Linked DNA regions of Macaca mulatta: region 1 is linked to region 2. Evidence: chromatin contacts called from public Hi-C data. All regions are on one chromosome and are shown on one strand. The core of a region is the stretch at or near the end of the contact, and the rest is flanking DNA. Distances in the headings are between cores, read along the strand shown. Region 1 holds the start of BRWD1 (bromodomain and WD repeat domain containing 1). Region 2 holds the start of GET1 (guided entry of tail-anchored proteins factor 1).

Evidence for each region. A called contact is a pair of places that touch in the nucleus more often than the background predicts.
Region 1: a Hi-C map of fetal cortex germinal zone shows a contact between it and region 2, with 2.2 times the contacts expected there. The contact joins the promoter of BRWD1 here to the promoter of GET1 in region 2. A contact is called at or near these places in 4 of 14 Hi-C or Micro-C datasets (blood, cortical neurons, fetal cortex germinal zone and 1 more).

Annotation. Positions count from the first base shown.
Region 1 is chr3:8,146,638-8,153,690 of T2T-MMU8v2.0, reverse strand. BRWD1 (bromodomain and WD repeat domain containing 1) reads right to left here and starts at 3,620. Exons shown (of 42, transcript XM_015132876.3): 1 at 3,422-3,620; 2 at 3,220-3,278; 3 at 3,048-3,077; 4 at 2,824-2,883. The coding sequence starts at 3,470. LOC106997240 reads left to right here and starts at 3,586. Exons shown (of 1, transcript XM_015132879.3): 1 at 3,586-4,907. The coding sequence starts at 3,874. The coding sequence ends at 4,464.
Region 2 is chr3:8,063,216-8,069,618 of T2T-MMU8v2.0, reverse strand. It overlaps GET1 (guided entry of tail-anchored proteins factor 1), which reads left to right and starts at 3,003. Exons shown (of 5, transcript XM_077995755.1): 1 at 3,003-3,157. The coding sequence starts at 3,056.

The DNA.
Region 1 (7,053 bases), core at 2,371-4,870, 83 kb before region 2:
CCTTATTTTTTAGAGAAGAACTCCGACAAATTTAGAGATGAAATGTAGTGTCTGGAATTTGCCTTAAAACATTTCAACACATTAACCAATGAAATGAACGACTTTCTGGAATTTGCTTAAAAACAAGGGAGCAGGCAATATGCAACATTCTCTCATAATCACTGAAGTTGGAAAACAGGCACCTAATGGGTGGGTCATTATTCTATTGCTTTTGTTTGAAGATTTCCATTGATAGTTTATTAAAACATATGTATACCTCAAACAGAAACCAAAGTAAATATAGCAAGTTAGTTATGTTCAAAATCCAAATTTGTTGGCCAGGTGCAGTGGCTCACGCCTGTAATCCCAGCACTTTGGGACGCAGAGGCGGGCAGACCACCTGAAGTCAGGAGTTCAAGACCAGCCTGGCAACATGGTGAAACCCCTTCTCTACTAAAAATACAAAAATTAGCCAGGTGCCTGCAATCCCAGCTACTCAGGAGGCTGAGGCAAAAGGATCACTTGAACCCAGAAGGCAGAGGTTGCAGTGAGCCAAGGTTGCTCCTCAAACCAGACTGTCTCAAAAAAAATAATAATTCAAATTTGTTGCTGGTATAGAGGGGTGCATTATATTATTCTCATCTGTGTACATTTGAAATAACTTTGTTGTTGCTTTTGTTTTCAGACAGGGTCTCGCTCACCTAGGCTGGAGCACAGTGGCTTGAACAGAGCTCACTGCATCCTTGACCTCACTTCAGGAAGGTCTGGAACTCCTGGCCTCAAGCGTCCCACCAAAGTGCTGGAATTACAGGTGCAAGCACCACAGCTGGCCTGGAATACTTCTTAACAAGATATTTCTAAAAGACTTTGAAAGTTTAGAAGGTATATATATACCATTAACAAAAGAATAATTCTCTACACAGGAGGCTCATCATCATTTAGTCCTGGGGGACTGGAGGACAGAGAGGAAGGTAAAAAGAAAGATACCCACCAGACAGACCAAATCAGGGAGGCAATAAGAGATGCCATATGTCACAGCCAAATCACAGCCGTATTATCACAGAATTTAAATGACTTTAAACAACAGTAAGTAGGGTTTTAAGCAATTCTAGCAACAAAAGCCAAAAATCTTATATAAATTTTTTTGGTTTTTTGTTTTGGTTTTTTTAAGAAACTAGGCCTTGCTCCATCTCCCAGGCTGGAGTGCAGTGGCAGGAGGATAGTTCAATACAGCCTCAAACTCGCAGAGTCAAGTGATCCTTCCGCCTCAGCCTCCGAAATAGCTGGGACTCACAGGCACGCACCACCACATCCGCCTAATTTTTCTGTTACTTATTTTTTGTGGAGGCAGAGTTGGTCTGGAACTCCTGGCCTCAAGTGCTCCTCCCACCTCGGCCTCCTAATGTGCTGGGATTGCAGCTATGAGCCACTGCACCCAGCCCCTATAAATGTATTTTAAAAGTAACTTTTCCAGTAGTTACAGCACTACATTTCTTTCAAGTTATTTTCTCTCAGGTAGCACGACTAGAGCATCATAACCAACAATGCTTTTCCGCTTCACCGATAAAGCTATATTATCCGTGGAGAAAACTAAAAGAGGGCGTCCTTTAAATGTTTCCTCAACGTTTACAAAAAAACTATCTCAAAATGTCAAACTCAAGAAAACAAATTGCCATCATCAGAATTTCTATAACTCATTCTCTTGAAAACATCCACTTTTAAGTGTTTACTTCAAAATCTAAGAAGGCAAATATTAAAATTACTTGCTACTTGCACCAGGCTTCAAGTTTTAACTGCTCACGAAAATAACATATTCTCTGGTTTCTTTTGTTGTCTCTAATTCAAAACCGGTAATCTTCTAAAACTGATTTTTCTTCTTTTCACTTGCTACCATACTCTACCGCTTAAGGGTTACAGGTCTTCAAACTGTGGTAAAAGATCACTCAGAAGCTCTTTTCCCTCTCAATTGTTTTCCTTATACAAGATGCTGAACATGGCCTGGCAATCAACGAATTTCCTTTGTCCTAATAACGAAATGGCAAAAATACATTCCTGAAAAATGTCTCCAGTAAAAACAAACGAATCCCTGCAACTGCTGTTAACTACAGATAAAAGCAAGTTATATAGAGATATTAACCAGGTTCACAAAAGAAATGAGACTGTAATGCACGATTAACCGAGCTCAAAAAGAAAGTGTCTATTTAAAGCACTTTATTATCTACAGCAAGATCAGTGTGAAACTCATCAATCAACTTTCTACGGCGTTCAACAAATATTGTACAGGAGAAAAGAGCACAAGTATTACAGTAGCATATTCACACAGCTGCAAGATTTTTATGACGCTGCTGCGGACAAAACAAAAAATAAGCTCAACACAAGAACATTTCTCCACCTTCAGAGACCAATGATTCTATTCCTAAAGAACAAGTGGGGGACAGACCCGGGCGGGACAAGACACGAGAGGCCAATCAGAGCGCGAGTTACAAGCGCGGTGGAGAGGGGGGGAGCGGATGAAACCGCCCCGTTGAATGGCTGGCTGCGCACGCCACACCCCGCAGAGGCGGCCGCACCTGGAGCCCCACCCCTGCCGCAGGACCTCCGCGAGTCGCCCCCACCGCTCCGCCCCGCGCCGCCCCCCATGACTGTTTCCTGCCAAAACAAACCTGGCCGCCTCAAAAACAAAACAGAATATTCAGCGGGGAAGGCAGCTGTCCTGGGGCCGCCCTCCAGTGCGGCTCACACTTTGCACCCCACGGGCCGGGGTCCCCACGAGGGGCAGGGGCAGGGGCAGGGGCGGGGGGCGGTGCACGGAGAACCCGGGGAGCAAACGTGCCCAATGCTCACCAACTCCTCGTAGCTCCTGTTGTGCTCGTTGCCCTCCCAGTCCAACCTCTTCGGCAACAACTGGAAAGACACGAAACGCACACGAGTGACCACCGCTCCGGCGCGGGGCGGGCGGGGGGCGCGGGGCGGGCGGGGGGCGCGGGCGAGCATCCCTCAGGGCAAGGTCGGGAGGAGGGACGCGAGGGAGCGCGGGGACGGGCGCGCGGGGACGGGCGGGCACAGACCTGGTACTGCTCCAGCTCCTGCACCAGCACCTGCGGCCGAGAGACGCGCGGTCAGGGGTGGGGCCGGGCCCGGGGCGCGCCCGCTTCACCCCCGCCCTCCACCCGCGACCCCCGGCGGCGGAGGGGACACCGGGGACGCCAAGTCCGCAGCCGCCCGCGGGCCCGCACTCACCTGGGCCGCTCTCCGACACGGGCCCGCCGATAGGTACCGGGCGATGAGGAAGTACAGCTCTGCGGGAAGACAGGGAGTTGGGTCAAGCCCGGGCAGGGAGGGGACGGGGCCCGGGACCGGGACGGGGTCGGGGCCGGGGCAGCCGGGGAAGCCGAAGCAGCTGGGAGCGCCAGGACGGGGGTGGCACGGCCTCGCGTCTTACCCGACTCGATGAGAGGCACCGGGCGTCGGGCGGACGAGGGCTCCGCCATGGCCGGACACGGGGCGGGAGGCGGGAGCGAGCGAGCGAGCGGAGCGTGTAGGCCGCGCCGAGGCCTGACCGGGCTGGCGTCCCCTCTCCTCAGGCGCGCGCCGCCGCCGCCGCCGCCGCCGCTGCCGCCGCCATGCCGTGCGCGCCTCCTGGTCCGACGCCTCCGCGGGGGAGGAAGTAGTGCCTCACAGGAGACGGAAAGTAGTCCCTCCGTGGGGCGCGGGGGCCTCGGCGCCAAGGGAGGACTGGAGCTTGCGTCTCGCCCGGGAAGGCGAGCCTCGCTCCGCTGTCTGTCTCCGGGGACTCGATGAGGAGAAAGTGACGCGGGGGTAAAGACCTGGGCGCCCAGGGTAGCGGCGGCGAGTGGGGGAGGGGAGGGCGCGTGGCCCGGATCCCTGCGCGCGATGAGGCGGCCGCCCAGGCTTTGTGAGGCGGCGACGCGACGCCGGGCGGTCCAGCAGCGTGCGGGTACCGGGGGCGGAAGCGCGGCCGCCGGAGGGGGCGAGTCACCGCCGCCCCCCGCGGGACCTGGGTCCTCTACGCGGGACCGCAAGGGCCCCGAGCCGCGGTTCTGCAGGGTCGCCCGCTCCGGGTCGCTCGGAAGGGTGACTTCACGAACCGGTCGTCTGGGGCCAGCGCGTTTTGCCCCCCACGATAGACTTCCAGGACGCGAAAGCTTTGAAAGTGAGGATTGGCTCGCCGCGCCTCCCGCACGGGGGAACGCCGCCCGGACCCGCGAGCCTAGGGCGGGGGCCTCGGATACCGGCGTTGCCGGAGCGTCTGCGGCGCTGAAGGCCGCCGAGACCCAGCCGCAGCCCCCAGAAGCCGGCAGCCTGGTAGAAAATTACATAAAATGCAGCGCTTCGCCGAGGGGGTGCGAGTCGGGGGAGCAGCGCGCAGCTGCGGCTGACGGCTCGGCCGGATCCGTCCAGGCATGGACAGGAAAACGGGATTGCGGGGAGAAGGCGGTGCAACGGGCCGCAGACCCTCCCTGAGAAGAGAAGCCGGAAACTCGGGAGCCATGTGTAGTTAGAATCCTCTTGGAAGACTAGTAGACGTGAGGTTGGAGAGGTGGACGAGGACCAGAGAATTCCCTTGTCTTGCCAGGCTTCTGACCTAACTGTATGAGTTTCCTCAGCGCATCCAGCCTGCCCTGCTCTGACCCCTGAAGTACAGCGGTGACCCTAAATGGTGTCCCTGCCTTCCTGGAGTGCGCGTTAACGTTCTGATTCTTACTCATGGCAATAACCCACACACCACAGAGAGGTTAAATGTGGTTCAGGTCAGACTCTGGGGCAGGACTCACTGCCTGCACCTTGTCTTGGCTCCACCAGCTTGACCTTGAGCAAGTCACAACCTGTGGGTCTCAGTTTTCCTTACCAGTAAACCGTAGATAATTCCTCACTAGTAAACACAATATTTGTGCCTGCCTCATAAAGTGGTGAGGATTTAATGAATTAATGTGTTCCTGGCATATAGTAAGCACCGTATACAGTTGGCTTTTATTTACACCAAATAGCAAAAGCTTTTTTTTTTTTTTTTTCCTTGAGACAGGGTCTTGCTCTGTCGCCCAGGCTGGAGTGCAGTGGTGTGATCTCACCTCACTGCAGCCTCAGCCTCCCGAGTAGCTGGAATTGCAGACACGTGCCACCACGTCCGGCTAATTTTTATATTTTTAGTAGAGACGGGGGTTTCACTGTGTTGGCCAGGCTGGTCTCGAACTCCTGGCCTCAGGTTATCCACCCGCCTCGGCCTGCCGAAGTGCTGAAGATTACAGGCGTGAGCCAACGCGCCTGGCCAAAAGCTTTTATATGTATTTATAAATAGATACAGATACCTGTAAGGCTGTCCAGGCGTGCTGGCTCACACCTGTAATCCCAGCACTTTGGGAGGCCAAGGCGGGCGGATCATGAGGTCAGGAAATCAAGACCATCCTGGCCAACATGGTGAAACCCCGTCTCTACTAAAAATACAAAATGTTAGCCACCTGCGGGGGTGCGCGCCTGTAGTCCAAGCTGCTTGAGAGGCTGACGCAGAATTGCTTGAACCCCGGAGGCAGAGGCTGCAGTGAGCTGAGATCGTGCCACTGCACTCCAGCCCGGGCAACAGAGCGAGACTGTCTCAAAAAAATATATATCTGTGAGGTAACAATCTAAACATGTTTGAGCTAGTGCATCAGTAAGTTAACTCCTTACATCTGTTAACTCAGCAAGCAGTAACAAGTGATGGTGATTTAAAAAAAAAAAAAAAAGGAGTGGGAAATGAGCCACAGCTTTGCCATCAAAGACTTCAGCGTCTCTTAGGGGGAACAGATGTAAGCAAATAATGACACGATTTAGGGCAGAGATAGGAGGATCAACTTGCCTCTGCGTGGGGGAAATGTTAGGGAAGTTCAGGTTATCCAGGCCTACAATGTGTGTAAAGGGATTTCAGACATAGAAACAACAGAGGGCCAAGACATAAATATAATTTTTAGTTTAAGGAATCCGAAGTTTAGTGTGACTACTTGGGGTGACTTCGGAGAGGATGGGATCATGATGTCAGAAGCTGAAATTGGTAGCAGTTGAAGGATTCTAAGCCAGGAAGGAATCATTTTCTATTTTAGGATGGATTTGAGAAAGTTAAGACCAAGAGGCGCTTAACAGACCCCTGAAATAGAAAAGATATATGAGGGCATTGGTTATAAGGATAGTGAAGAGACAAGTTCAGAAATATGTAGGACATTAAGTCTGCAAGATGAAGTTGGGATGAAATAAAAAAGAATCACAAAAATCTCGTTTGGGGCTTGCTGAGGTTGTGCCAACAAATAAGGTAGGGCATACAAGCTGGTAGCTAGATTGTTAACATGAGTAACTGCTTGCAACAACTTGATTATTCGAAGTTACAGTGCATTGATAACTATGGTACAGTGTGATCTGATGCTGCAAGATTACCAATGTTACCAAATGACAAAGACATCAGGGGTGAATTTAAACTTTCAATGATTGACCAAGGAGTTGTACATTTCATTTTGTAACAAGGGCATAAGATAAAAACCCCCAAAAGATATTAACAAGAATTTATATTCCAAGTTCAGGTCATTGTCTGAAATTATAGTTCTGGTGGTTGGCAGCATAGTAACCATTACAGGAGATCGGAAATGATGACACGAGCTCAGACACAGTGGCTCACACCTGTAATCCCAGTGGTTTGGGAGGCCAAGGCCAGAGGATTGCTTGAGCCCAGGAGTTCGAGACCAGCCTGAGCAACATGGTGAGACCCCATCTCTACAAAAAATAAAAAATAGCCAGGTATGGTAGGTGTGTACCTGTAGCCCCAGCTACTTAGGAGGCTGAAGCAAGAGAATGGCTAGAGCCTGGGAGATGGAGGCTGCAGTGACCCATGACCACAGCACTGTTCTCCAGCCTAGGCAGCAGAGCAAGACCCTGTCTCAAAAAAAAAAAAAAAAAAAAAACATGATGACATGAGTTTTCCTTTGCAAGCGCCCTGGGAGTCCTTTTACGACTTACTGTCACGTTCATGACAAATATTCTTTCTAGATTTTGAATAGGAAAAAAGATTTCTAATGAGAGGGAGAATATCTT
Region 2 (6,403 bases), core at 1,754-4,253:
ACACACACCCCTTAGCTGGGTGTGGTGGCCTGCACTTGTAGTCCCAGCTACTTGGGAGGCTAAGGCAGGAGGATCACTTGAGCCCAGGAGTTGGAGGCTGCAGTGAGCTATGATCATGCCACTGCATTCCAGTCTGGGTGACACAGTGACAGAGTGAGATTCAGTCTCTAAACAAAACAAAACACAACACACAAAACAACACAATACATTCTGAAGTGCAGGCTCAGAAACCTACTATGGCTGCCTGAGGTATGAGCTACTTCTGTTTGTTTCTCTATTAAATATTTATTTTTGAGAAACTTAGTTTTGTCAACTTCTTTCTTCAGCCTCTTAGCTCCTTTGGCCTTTGGGGCTAGGTTTGCATACACCTGCTGTCTGCAGCTCACAGTGGAACAACACCTATTTTTAGTTATTAGTCTTCTTCTTTTCTTTTTTTGAGATGGAGTCTCACTCTGTCACCAGGCTGGAGTGCAATGGTGCCACCTTGGCTCCCTGCAACCTCCACCTCCTGGGTTCAAGCGATTGTCTTGCCTCAGCCTCTTGAGTAGCTGGGATTACAGGCATGCGCCATGCGCCACCACGCCCAACTAATTTTTGTATTTTTAGGAGAGGTGGGCTTTCACCAAGTTGGTCAGGCTGGTTTTGAACTCCTGACCTCAGGTGATCTACCCACCTTGGCCTCCCAAAATGCTGGGATTACAGGCGTGAACCACTGTGCTTGGCCTGTCATCACTTTTCAAGAGGCAGTTTCTCCTCCTAAATCCATCTCAATCTCCAGTGACAGAGAAGCCAGGAGCCCGGCTGCCATGCTGCGTGGTCCATCCAGGTGGAAGGGAAGGCCATGGAGGAGAGCCAGGCTCCTGCTCTTTGTTTTGTTCAGAAGTCACTTACTAACCAAGAAGTCCTTTCAGGGAAAGGATTCACTCTACTCCTACAGAATAGCCTTGTTTCACATGTTTTCTTTTTCTTTTTTTTTGAGACGGAGTCTTGCTCTGTCGCCCAGGCTGGATCACATGTTTTCTTGAACAGAAATTTGTAGAACTGGCTGTGCGCGGTGGCTCAAGCCTGTAATCCCAGCACTTTGGGAGGCCGAGACAGGCTGATCACGAGGTCAGGAGATCGAGACCATCCTGGCTAACACGGTGAAACCCCGTCTCTACTAAAAAAAATACAAAAAACTAGCCGGGCGAGGTGGCAGTCGCCCGTAGTCCCGGCTACTCAGGAGGCTGAGGCAGGAGAATGGCGTAAACCCAGGAGGCGGAGCTTGCAATGAGCTGAGATCCGGCCACTGCACTCCAGCCTGGGCGACAGAGCGAGACTCCGTCTCAAAAAAAAAAGAAAAAGAAAAAGAAAAAGAAATTTGTAGAACCACAGCCTCTTGCATAATTTTTTTTTTTTTTTTTTTTTTTTAAAGACAGAGTTTCACTCTTGTCGCCCAGGCTGGAGTGCAGCGGCATGATCTCAGCCAACCTCCGCCTCCCAGGTTAAAGCGATTCTCCTGCCTCGGCCTCCTGAGTAGCTGGGACTACAGGCGCCCGCCACCACATCCAGCTAATTTTTGTATTTTTAGTAGAGACAGGGTTTTGCCTTGTTGGTCAGGCTGGTGTCGAACTCCTGACCTTAGGTGATCCACCCGCCTCGGCCTCCCAAAGTGCTGGGATTACAGGCTTGAGTCACTGCACCCAGCTGCAAAATTATTTTAATTGGTTCATAATAATGAGCCAGAGTTGTACTCTGTCGCCCAGGCTGGAGCACAGTGGTGTGATCACAGCTCACTGCAGCCTCGACCTCCTGGGCTCAGGCGATCCTCTCATCTCAGCCTCCCTAATAGCTGGGGCCACAGGCACGTGCCACAATGCCCGGCTAATATTTATATTCTACTGTAAAGATGGGGTCGCACTATGTTACCTAGACTGGTTTCAAACTCCTGGGCCCGTGATCCACCTTGCTTGGATCTCCCAAAGTGCTGGGATTACAGGCATGAGCCAGTGTACCCGCAATCTTGCATCATTTTGATTAGGAATTAGTCCTCAGAAACCAGCCATGGCAGCATGGCAGAAGAGACAGCTGAACATGTCTTGCTTTATCCACTATGTATACTTTTTTTTTTTTTTTCTTGAGACGGAGTCCCACTCTGTCGCTGGAGCTGGAGTACTAGTGGCACGATCTTGGCTCACTGCAACCTCCGCCTGCCGGGTTCAAGCGATTCTCCTGCCTCAGCCTCCTGAGTAGCTGGGACTACAGGCGCGCGCCACCACGCCCAACTAATTTTTGTATCATAGAGACGGGGTTTCACCATGTTGGCCAAGCTGGTTTCGATCTCTCGACCTCGTGACCCGCCCGCCTCGGGCTCCCAAAATGCTGGGATTACTGGCGTGAGCCACCACGCTCTGCCCACTGATGCATACATTTGATTTGGGATTCTTTTGCGGCAAAACCTGATCCTCACCTAGATTCAGGTTACTTTATTAGCTACTACTAATGATTGTGAACAGTGCATTCTAATAAACTTATTTTTACAGGTATGCAATTGTGTAAATTGGTTAGACTTACTACAGTGTTTAGTTCTGGAACGAAAACGTAAGGCATTTTCCGCATACCTGCTTGGAACACGACAGCTACCTGCTACTATACTTACGGTAGTTTTTTATTTATGGAAGAGTTTATCTTAAACTTATCTAGAATTAAAAGTTAAAGAAAGTACTAATTATGACAAAAGCAGGGAGTCGTTAGCACTTGAAACCAGAATTTGGTACTATGAGAAGGTTTTCAATTTTAAAAAGAAGGAAAAAAAGAAACACGGACGCCAGGAAAACTGGTTGAGTAGGGGTGGGGGCGGGTGCGAGAAGGCTACGGAATCCCCGAAGGCCCAGGAGGAACCTGGAACATGTCAACCGCTCCAACTGGAGCGGGTGGTAAAAACGGCCCCGCCTCCTGCGAGGGCGACGCAGTGCGCAGGCGCGCTGGGCTTCACCCGCGCAGGCGCAGTCGCCTCTGCTGGCGTGGTCCCCATGGAGCTGCCGTAGCGAACCCAGTACAGCCAGGAGTATCCGGGATGAGCTCAGCCGCGGCCGACCACTGGGCGTGGTTGCTGGTGCTCAGCTTCGTGTTTGGGTGCAATGTTCTTAGGATCCTCCTCCCGTCCTTCTCATCCTTCGTAAGTGGCTGCCTGGCCTCCCAAGGGCCGGTGGGGATGCCGCCCCAGTCCCCTGGCGGGTCTGGGAGTAGGTACAGGGGTCTCAACTGGGCGACTGAAGCCCAGATTCAGCCCGTAGTAGCGTCTTGGTTGGTCTGTAAGCTTTTTTGAGATAGTTGGTAGCGTCTAAAAGGTGCGCCGCTTTACCCCAGAATCAGACTTTCTGGGTTCTAGGGGGGTGGGGGGAGAAACATCCGGCAACCCTGGGCCACGCTTTCACGGGACAGGAATCTTCTAGCTGTGGGTGGCGGCGGCGAACCTCACATTGGGAGTTCCTGGTGCCCCGCTGCCAGCCTCACCCGTTTCCGTTAATCCTGGTCCCTAGAGGCATTTGAGCAGCCCTCACCCAGGGTTTTCCCAGAGGCCTGGCGGGCGAAGTCCGCTGTTCCAGGTCCCGGAGAGATGGATCCTAGCGTCCAGGAGCCCACATTCTTGGGATGGGTAGGGTGGGAGACAGGTGCAGAGAGAATCTCAGTACAGCGTGATGCCTTCAATATCCAAGGGAGCAACCAGCTTGGGGAGCACTCTTTCTGCCAGGTAGTGAGTACATTACCTCCCTGTCACGGCTGCTGGGAGAGACGAGTTATTATCCCATCCTCCTTTACCTCCCGGAGGAGTCTGGCTCAGAGAATTTAGTAGTGGCGCTAAGTCATCCCGCTAGTGACTGGAGGTGGAGATTTGATTGCCTGTTGGAGCAGGGATAGGGATAGGGATTTGGTGGCAAATTGAACAGGGCGTGGTGGGGTGTGGTCATGGGAGGTGGGGGTACTTTGGGAACTGTCCCCGGGAATGAGCGCCCTCTGTATGCCCACAGCAGGAATGAGGAGCTGTTGGGCACAGACGGAGACCTCAAAGATTGTGCGCATGCGTTGTAGCATTGTCTTGGAAAACAGTTCTTGCTTTTCTCTCCTAAGATAAATTGGTAATAGTGGAGTATATTTTATTCCACCAGTATTCATTGAGTGCCTGTTTTGTGCAAAACTATTCTTACTCTCTCCGTTGTCCTACTGTCTGCATTGTCCTGGAGATACAGGAAATTCTCTTTTAACCCCTGAGTCTCCTTCAGAATCTTTCCTGATGCTATCCAGTCTTTTTAAGATGATGTCTCAGGTCCTTAGCATTGCATAAAAGACTCCTGATGAGCTGGCCCATGCTCATCTTCTTTTTCTTTTTCTTTTTTTTTTTGAGAAGGAGTCTTGCTCTGTCGCCCGAGCTGGACTGCAGTGGCCGGATCTCAGCTCACTGCAAGCTCCGCCTCCCGGGTTTACGCCATTCTCCTGCCTCAGCCTCCCGAGTAGCTGGGACTACAGGCGCCCGCCACCTCGCCCGGCTAGTTTTTTGTATTTTTTAGTAGAGACGGGGTTTCACCGTATTAGCCAGGATGGTCTCGATCTCCTGACCTCGTGATCCGCCCGTCTCGGCCTCCCAAAGTGCTGGGATTACAGGCGTGAGCCACCGCGCCCGGCCTCATCTTCTTAATTGTAAAATCTACATAATATGAATTTATCATCTTTATCATTTTTAGGTGTACAGTTCAGTGGCATTAAGTACATTCACATTTTTGTGCAACCGTTATCCCAGAACTTTATTATTATTTTTTAAAGACAGGGTCTGGCTCTGTGCAGTGGCACAATCTCAGCTCATTGCAACCTCTGCCTCTCAGGTTCAAGGGATCCTCCCACCTCAGCCTCCCAAGTAGCTGGGACCACAGGCATGCACCACCATGCCCAGCTATTTTTTTGTATTTTTTGTAGAGACAGAGCTTTGCCATGTTGGCCAGGCTGGTCTCAAACTCCAGACCTCAAGCCATCCGCCCAACTTTGCCTCCCAAAGTGCTGGGATTACAGGTGTGAACCACTGCACCTGGCCCCGCTCCCAGAACTTTTTCTTTTTTCTTTTTTGGAACAGAGTCTCAATCTGTTGCCTATGCTGGAGTGTAGTGGCCTGATCTTGGCTCACTGCAGCCTCCGCCTTCCAGGTTCAAGCGATTCTCCTGCCTCAGCCTCCCAAGTAGCTGTGATTACAGGCACCTGCCACCATGCCTGGCTAATTTTTGTATTTTTAGTAGAGATGGGGTCTCACTATGTTGCCCAGGCTAGTCTCAAACTCCTGACCTCAAGTCATCTGCCCTCCTTGGCCTCCCAAAGTGCTAGTATTACAGGCATGTGCCACCATGCCCGGCCCCATATCACAACCTTTTTATCTCCTCTGACTGAAACTCTCGCACCCATTAAACAACTCTCCATTCCTGCCTCTCCCTGGCAACCTCCATTGTACTTTCTGTCTCTGTGAATTTGACTGCTCTTGGGACCTATGTCATATAAGTGGAATCAGACAGTATTTATCCTTTTGTGACTGGCTGCTTTTCACTCAGCATAATATCCTTAAGGTTCATCCATGTTGTAGCATGAGTCGGGATTTCCTTCCCTTTTAAGGCTGAATAGTATCCCATTATATGTATAGGCCACATTTTGTTTATTCATCCATCTGTCTATGGACACTTGCGTTGTTTCTACCTTTTGACTGTTGTAGATAATGCTAAAATGTTTACAGATACCTCTTTGAGTCTCTGCTTTCAGTTTTTCTGGACATATACCCAGAAGTGGAATTCCTGGATCTATGGTAATTCTATGTTGAATGTTTTTGAGAAACCACCATGCTGTTTTCCATAGCAGCCACACCATTCGACATTCCCACCAGCAATGCAGAAGGGTTCCAGTTGCTCCACATCCTTCAACACGTATTTTGTTTTCTTATTTATTATTTTTATTTATTATTTTTATTTTATTTATTTTTTTGAGATGGAGTCTTGCTCTTGTCACCCAGGCTGGAGTGCAATGGTGCAATCTCGGCTCAGTGCAACCTCTGCCCCTCGGGTTCAAGAGATTCTCCTGCCTCAGCTTCCCAAGTAGCTGGGATTACAGGTGCCCGCCACCATGCCTGGTTAATTTTTGTATTTTTAGTAGAGATGAGGTTTCACCATGTTGGCCAGGCTGGTCTTGAACTCCTGACCTCCAGTGATCCACCGGCCTTGGCCTCCCAAAGTGCTGGGATTACAGGCCTGAGCCACCGCCCCCAGCTTATTTTTATTTTTTTGAGAGGGAGTCTCTCTCTGTCACCCAGGCTGGAGTGCAGTGGCTCAATCTTGGCTCACCTCCACCTCCTGGGTTCAAGCAATTCTTCTGTCTCAGCCTTCCAAGTAGCTGG